2 separate regions of the Pan troglodytes genome follow, and region 1 is linked to region 2. A link is a contact called in public Hi-C data. All regions are on one chromosome and are shown on one strand. The core of a region is the stretch at or near the end of the contact, and the rest is flanking DNA. Distances in the headings are between cores, read along the strand shown. Region 1 overlaps LOC134810342 (a long non-coding RNA gene). Region 2 overlaps LOC100609100 (a long non-coding RNA gene).

The links. Hi-C and Micro-C count contacts between places; a contact is called where the count stands out from the background.
Region 1: a Hi-C map of induced pluripotent stem cells shows a contact between it and region 2, with 2.0 times the contacts expected there. The contact joins two enhancer-like sites. A contact is called at or near these places in 2 of 7 Hi-C or Micro-C datasets (induced pluripotent stem cells and stem cell-derived neural progenitor cells).

Annotation. Positions count from the first base shown.
Region 1 is chr5:109,986,372-109,990,561 of NHGRI_mPanTro3-v2.0_pri, forward strand. The region is part of intron 3 of LOC134810342 (a long non-coding RNA gene); the gene reads left to right. Among named protein-coding and RNA genes, the nearest start is that of MMS22L, 760 kb to the left of the region's middle. Within about 2 kb of position 2,755, at least 5 of the 24 cell types and tissues checked have an H3K27ac peak or open chromatin away from gene starts, as enhancers often do. A contact at or near this core is called in induced pluripotent stem cells, where this site is marked.
Region 2 is chr5:109,652,703-109,656,971 of NHGRI_mPanTro3-v2.0_pri, forward strand. It overlaps LOC100609100 (a long non-coding RNA gene), which reads left to right. Exons shown (of 8, transcript XR_010158113.1): 7 at 3,914-4,031. Among named protein-coding and RNA genes, the nearest start is that of MMS22L, 430 kb to the left of the region's middle. Within about 2 kb of position 2,014, at least 1 of the 24 cell types and tissues checked has an H3K27ac peak or open chromatin away from gene starts, as enhancers often do. A contact at or near this core is called in induced pluripotent stem cells, where this site is marked.

The sequences.
Region 1 (4,190 bases), core at 1,505-4,004, 330 kb after region 2:
TTTCTATGAATAACTGTCAGTATTACCAAATTAAGAAACCCTTACAGATACTTGCTTTAAAAAATATTGTTGCAGAAAATAGTTTTTATATAACAAGGATTTCTCTCATACCCTACCATAGCAATTATTTAACATGCTAGGTAGTTCCTTAAAATTCACTTTAGCTCTTCTTTTTAAAAAGAGTATTTATACATCACTCGGGTAGGAAGAATGTGATTAAGGGGAAAATATTTCACAAGTTATTGATTTCATATAATAATTAAAACAAATTGCTCACCAGTAGGATAATACTTACAGGTAGATAGACCAAAAGTCTGTCTGCTAGAGAGAACCTAAAGTTTATTCCTATTGTGGGAGAGTGGTTGTCAACACAGCCCCCTTTTATTCACAAACGTTCACATTTGGATGATAAACCTGTAAACCAAAGTAATGGATTTCTAAATGAGGTTGCCCCATATTCAGAGTATGTCGGAGGAGGATATTACTTGGCAGTAAGTTCCCTTTCGTTCTGCAGAGGGAGACACTGAGGAACAGAATTTCCTTCTGAGAAGAAACTAAGACTAGAACCCAAATACTCAGATAACTCTTTCATGTCTTTTCCAGTAAAAGACTTTTAAACTTTTCGTTAAAAAAAAAAAGTATACGGTTCACTTGCATGGTGACTCTTTTGATTTAATCATTTATTTTATCTCCAATAGTTTGTTCTAAATAAAATCAAAATATCAAGTTAATTCATTACAAAATCTTTAATCACCTGAATTGATGAAATTAAGAATGATCTATTAATCACATTAACTAATCAATTAATTTTCACACCAACGTTATGAGTTAGCTATTAACATTTTATAGATGAGGAAACAGATCTGAAGAGGTGGAGTATGTTAAGAGGACACACAAATAAGAAGTTGGGGATAGACTCAGTATGCAAGGATGGCTGGCTGCAAGAGCCTCCAGGACGTATTGACTTATGTAAGCACAACCTTGATATAAACTTTAAAGCCTAAAACATGCTGTTCATTTTGATCTCCTTCTAGAAATATGTTTGATGCCAAAATCGGTTCCTATTGATGGAAAATTACCAAACTGTTCAATAGTTACTCCTATGTTTTTTATTTTTTTCATTTACATTTTATGTTCTTCATTCTTTTTTAAACATGGCTTTTAAATAATTAACAGAACAATAAGTCATGGTCATGCAGAGTGATCAATTAGCACACTTCATAAACACACTGGCAATTCAGACATAAGATAGCCAGCCTTGGAGAATTCTTTATTAGAGAATGAAAACCATTTAATGGATCAACATGTAAATCTTCAGTGTTGTATGATGAATAACATTTAGACATCATGTTTTTGAGAGTCAACTTTAGGAAATGTGTTTTTGAGAACCAATTTTAGGAAATACATCAAAAGTAAACTTTGGAACTTACCCCAAGGCCTGAAGTTACCCTGCCAAAAGAAAAAGCTATTTAAGAAACATGCACCAAACAAAAAAAAAAATCTTTAATTAATTAATTAAAGCATTAATTAATGGTCACTGACTTCTCTTACCATAGTTTCTGTATTTAAAAACTTTGATATAGAAAATAAATTATGTTCCACATTGTAAGTATGTTATGAGGATAGGTGGGATATTATAGGCAACAGAGCATTTTAAGTCAAGGTAATCTTTAATGACTCAAGTCGATTCCTCACCATTTCATAAGTTTTTACCAAAATTTCATGGAAAATAAATTCTCTGGTCTATTTGTACTTTTTATTGCCATTTCAAGCATATATGGAGTCAAAACATAGTTTTAGTATTGCTATTTTTTATATTCTTTACTTTTAGTGAATGTTAATTCAGAAGAATCTTTTACACTTCCAAAAGGTATACATATTCTTATGGCCTGTAAGTGAAATGCTTTCTGATAGTAGCTGGATATGTGTGCAAGTTTCACATAATTTAAAAATAAAAGAATCCCTTTCTCATTTCAATATTTGTGCTTTCAAAACGATTCCTTGATTTCACATAATAGCCTCTGTGGTAGGTTTTCTGAAAGAAAATGTATATGTGTTGTTAAAAAAAAATAGTTTTATTTTTTAAGACTAATTCATCCAAAATAAAGTTTACCAAGTTATGTAATATTCCTCCTTGAGCTAACTCTTCACCCTCTCATGCCAGGGGGTATAAAGGAAAGAAAGCGGAAAGGGGGAAGTCTGATTTTTTAAAAAAGATATATTGCATTGTTGTGAACAAATGTTATCAGTGCTGCTCTCATACTCAGGGAGTGTGTGTGTGTATGCTTCCTGTAGGTCTTCCCCAAGGGAATGCTGAGGCAAAAGGCAGAAAGCTGCTGAGGACAGAGTGCTCCAAAGATCCCACTCCACCTCAGCCCTGCCTTCTGCCACTGCTGACCTTTTAGGCACAGTGGTGAGCCCTGTGCCCTGCAAGGACCTTTCAGATTAGGTAGGTGAGGGTCTTTGGGAATAAATCTTGAGCAGATAGAATTTGCAGCCTGCAGATATAACCATCTACGTTCGTCATCTGAAGGCTGTCAATGCGTATCACCGAGGAAAAAGAAGAAAAAGAAAGGCTTACTTTGCAAAACTTCTATAAAGGAAAATGTGTGCAATGGAAAGTACTTGGAGTGATGTGCCCATTATGCATTCTGGAATCAGGCATTATGCAAAAGGATACATCTCCTGCATGCCTTGTCCTTTCAGATGGGTCTCAGAGTAGCCCTGAGGATGAGAGCGTCCTTGGAATCTATTATCTAATGAGTTGGCCATCCTAAATATTTACCATAACAATATGGCAAGCATTGCAGGGGTTAACTCACTTCCTATTAGCCTTTTCTCAGCACTTTCCTCTTTGTTGGGGTGAATTTATTTGTGTAATCTGAAGAATGTGTCGACTCTGCTCTGGACACATTGGCTCTGGACCACACCCAGAGGGAGCATGTAGAAAGGATCTATGTTAGGTGATACCCTGAGAGTGGAGATTTGTAGCTTAAATGAACATTATTTCTGCCAAATCATTTCAAATATGTTGTTTAGTTAAGTTCTCTTCCCTTTTACTTCTTTTCTGTGGATGCATGGTGTCATTTTATCTCCACCCAGGAACTTGTGTCAACAGCTCCCTCCTCGGACCATTCACTAGAGTTGCAATGTCACCATGTCAGAATCTTGCTTTTGTTTTTGTTTTGTTTTATTTTTAAATCTGGAATGTTTTTTACTACTGTCCATTTGCCTTTCACTTTGATGTCTGTGATTAGCTAAGCTCTCTACTAATTCAGACTGAGTACACACAATCAGCAGTCCCATGTGCCTGGATTGGCATATCAATTCCCTTCTGCTCCCCTTGGCTGGTTGGGGCTCTTTGTTACTAATTTAGTACTCAGTTTCTTATGTTCTTTAAGAGCAGAACTATCAAACTTTATTTTCTCTAAAACTTGATTATATTAATAATACAGAAGACTCATATTAGTGTGTGTGTATCTTTAATTTTTTATTTGGTTGTCAGTTTGTTTGTTTTTTAAACGTTTAGAACCAGAGTTGAGTATTTCCTATTAAAAACCTGTTGCGCCTATTGGTGTAAACTCTTTAAGGCTGACCCTGATTGTAAGATTATCTGATGACAAAGTATGGACATGCCTCCTACACTGAGCCTTTAGCAGAATGGTTTCAAGATTGTTTTCATTTATTGCCTGTTGAGAAAAGCCGCAGGAAAATGTCAAAGTAGTACTCAATGACATGTTATACTAGTTTTAAGCAAAGGGGTAATTTTTAATTTTTTATTGTTGGTGCAATTGCCTGTGTGTGTTTTTCTTTATGCTGTCTTTACATCATATAGCTTTATTTTCTCCTTCTGTATGTTTGTGGCCCTTTGATTGCCAAATCTTTTCTTGCTTTGTGATTTGGACGAAATCCATTGCTTATCTGTTAGGGTTCTCTCATCAGGTTTTCTTTAAGCCTTGGGATTTTTCCTCATTTCCTTTGTCCCAAAACATGAATCAGAATGGGAGTGTCTCTGCAGGAGGGGAGGGAGAGGAGACTGGGCTGAGTGGAAGAAAAATCTGCTTTCAGAAAAGATGCTGTTTCTTGAGGGGGTCAGACCTGAGGGAAAGTATTGAAAGTCTAGCAAACTCAAGAATCTTTTTCTCCCTTCCCCCAGCTCCAACCCCTAACAACAGGGGAGATTCAATACT
Region 2 (4,269 bases), core at 764-3,263:
AAGGGAAATATTTTCTAACACATGCTGTGAGATTGGCATAAAAAGGAAACGGAGAATAGAGTTCAGGTGAGTCAGTGAAGTGGCTTCTAACCATGCAGCTATTATATGCCTGAAAACTGCATGCGTCGAGGTTAGTCTGCAAGCCCTTACCAGCTTGTTATTGGCAAGGTTTCCAAACCTCTAACTGTATTATGGCTGTGGATTCATTATCTATAGCAGACTATTCCCCATGACTGTCTCAAAGATAGTTCCTGGGCCAACTTATATTTTTTAATCTGTCACATTTACTTTCCAAAGAAAAAAAGTAAAAGAAACTTGTTAGGAAATTAAAAGTGTATATGTGCTGTTATTTTTAAAATTTTTTTGGTGTCATTTAGTTGTGAAGTAGCTGTGTATGCACATTTATGGTTAAAAAAACTGGTAGGACTGTGAGGTAATATACTACTTTCCAAAGTATAGCTTTTCTATAAAACATCTAGCAGAAGGATAATAGGTAATGATGCAATGGTTAACATTACCATTTTCAAAAATTGAAAAGGAATCATCACTTGGAGCCAGTTTGGCATTTTCCTATAAGACATCCTATTTAGAGCTCTGCATCTCTGCTATGCAGTTCTGTGAATTTGAATCCAACAGAGAAGATGTAGCTTTCATACAATTTTCTTCAGTTATAAGAACCATAATCGTTCCAATGGGATGCTGTAAGCCTGGGTCACTTAAATCGTTTCTGAAGACAGCAGGTGCTCTTCAGGGATGTGCAAGATGAGGAAAGCACCTGTTGTTGATTGTGTCTCAGGATCACCTACATAAACTTAGTGCAGGTCGACGTGTTCAGGAATCAGTTATGGAGAAGGATATGAAAATTTTGCACTAAGCAAATGAGCTGGTACCTAACAACAAAGAAAAATTTCCTGAAAAGTTAAGCAGTGTAGGTTCACAAAATATTTAGATACTCTCTCGAAGACAGTCCTAAGAATGTAACTGAATGGGACACAAAAATGAAGATATAAGTATTTACATTGAAATCTACTTCTCTGAAATAATTACTCCCTTCTTATCTGTTGTAAGATGTAACGCAAGATATAACATTCCCAGTCTTCTGTATTCCAATGATATGTGGAAGAATTGTGAGGATATAGAGCAGAGGTCAAAATTTGTGACATTGGGACAAATATAGCCTTCTAATATTTTATTGACTACAAATGTATTTTCATAAACTGGAAATTTTATTTAAAAATTTAGATTCCCAAATTACATTGAAAATCTGAAATATTTTGATATTTGTTTTGTCTTTAAAATATTTTTTAAACATAAAAGTTGTACATGCTGTTGGTAAAAAAAAATTCAAATAGTACAGAAAACCATAAGGAAATGTTCTTGATCCCAGTTTCATTTTCACATTTTATTAAGTATTCTTCCATGAATGTAGATGAACATACATGTGAAATATACAATTGGATCATGATAACCATATTTTTCTATGCGTATTTTTCATTCCATATTTTAACAATTCTCTTCGATTTTATTAACTTATATTACTTGAATTGCTTTATGCTTTCTTTTATTCCATTTTTATTTTCATTGCTTTAGTATTTTGAAATTAAATTATTTGATAAAGCTTCCTTTTCTCCTCTCCTACTTGATTTTGTATTGTACACATTTCACATGCTGTCCCTATGATCTTGACAGTGTGTTCTTGCAGTGATAGAGGGCGTTGGGCTTCACAGCACCAAGGGCAGGTTGGGGCTTTCCAGCCACCTCTGTGAATACCATGCTACCTTCTTCTTGGATGATCTGTCATTCCTTTATGTGGCCATCTAAAAGTTTTATTCTGGCATTTTTTCTGAAAACTCACAAGTAATAGTCATTTTTGGAGAAATAATGGTCCTTTTCTTAAAGATGTGACCATGAGGTGGCAGTAGCACACAGCAAGCATTACTTGGGTGGTGCTTTGGTAGTTTTGTAAATGGGGGAGGTCCCTTATTGCAGGACGCCTTCCCAAAGGCAATAATTAGGGGGCCACCAAGCTAAAGGAGAGGGAGGCAAAAGGAACTCTTGGGAAGAGGAGGTTTGGAGAAGGAGGCGTCAGTCTAGAGGATGTTGCTCAGCAGCATGATGGAGAGACTCTGGGTGGGAAAGCTTTTAAGGGCAGCAGAAGCTTGGGGTCTGTTACAGACCCAGGGTTTATCTTATCTACAGTTAGCAGATGTTAGGTGCAGTTTTGTGGGATTGCGCAAAGCAGGCAGGCTCTAAATGGCCAAAAATCTACTTACTTGGACTACATTTGAAACAAATGGATGTGTAAAAATGTGCATTTGTTGCCAGTGGGCTTTGGAGCTAGTGGTTCCACCCTGCTGTGAAGAAGTAAACACTGTAGGACCAATGTGCACAGACCATCTTATAACAACTAGGCCTCACTGGTTTTGTTTGTGTATGTGTGTTTTGTCATTATAACATACTACAAGTCTACAGAAAATATATACATAAATGCTTGTAGATACACTTATGTACAAATATGCGTAGAAAATAGACACATATAATGAATAGCACGTACGTACCATCTAGATTTGTTAGATTTATAATTTTGTCGTAAATGCTCCAAGTTTTTTAAAGGACTACATTACTAGAGTTGAATTCCTCTATACCCCTTCCTAGAACGATTCTCTTCCCTGCCTTTTTCAGAGGCTTTCCTATGTGTGCTTAGATTTGTATCCTAAATACGTATCATTTTAAAAGGATGTATAAAATTGTTTTGGGATGATTTAAAACTTTATATAAATGATATCATACTGTACATAGCCTTCTGCACTCTGCTTACAATTTTTGAACTGATTGAAATGTATTCAGTTGATACCTGTAGATCACATTTATTTACTGTTGCTGCTAAATAACATTTTACTGTGTGAATATAAAATGATTTAAACAATTTCATATTAATGGCGATTTAATTTGTTTCCAGCTTTTCATTTTTGCAAATGATGCTGTAGAGAACATTTCTGAACACGTCTTCTTATGCAAATGCTTCTACTTGGCTGTTTCATTGAGAGATTCTAGAAGCAAATCAGCAAATAATTCCCAAATAACCTATTGGCACAGGTCTAGAGTTATATCAAAATTAGATATAATTCCTATTCTTGATAAATTTATACTCTTAGTTTATAAGCTTTGTGTATACTTACAAATAAGAATTTTTCTACTATTTGGTAGTGTTTATCTCACCTGTCATTTTACTAAGTTTACGTGTATTTCTAAGACAGATATGTCATTAATGTCATTGCTTGATTATTTTCTCCAATACTTGGTTTTGGTAATCCCCTAAGATGCAAAGCAGATGTGACTATCTGAATTACAGTTTTGTCTTTAGGAGAACATTGTGTTAAAAAGCTTCCCTGAATTCCTAGTGCTGTCACTTTCTCAGTTAATGATTTATTAAATACATCAGAGCAATTAGAAAAATGAGATTTTTAAAAAATGTTTTCCACTACAGCTCAAGTAATTTAAATCACTCTTCTAAGAGATGTATGTTGGGAGAAGTCATAAGTGGAATGCACATGACATAGTAAGGATAATGATCAGTGTAAGCAGATAACTTCTAATGGGAAATATATACATAGCTTTGGAATTACATTCCAAATCACTTGTTTTCCCAGCATTTATTGTATGCAACAAACACATAGAAAGTGGTTAGCTGAAACAGGTAGTTTGGAAATATTTTAACATTTTTATCTAAACAAATGACAGATTTTTTTTAAATGAAAAATGCTAAGTATAATAAAAGTGTATATTTATGTTCTCGGCAGCCAAATGTGCTTTTTAATGGAATTTAAATAAATGGAATTTTTATGACAAAAAAAGCAACAGTAAAAGCAGTGATTATGTTTTTCATAGTTCATTTGCCTTCTTTGCCCTGCAGACCTTGTGTGGAGGAAAATGAGATCCCGAGTGAAGTCTACAATGTCATTGACTCTGAAGAAGGACTCAGAGACCCATTGGTGTTTAATGACCCTTACTGGCCTATGCAATGGAAACTGGTATGATCTTCAGAAATAGATGGTTCTTTGGCAATGTTAAGAAATATTATTTTTGTCATGTTCTAATGCAGTAGACAGGCACTTTTATGCACTGCCTGCTTTTATCTATTGGTTTTGCAGAGAGAGACTTAGCAAACTTTTGATGAAATATTACTGCCATCTTATTAATGAACACTAATCCTTTTAATTTGATTACATCCTTAGGGTTTGATTTAATCTATAAAAGACACCAGTAAAA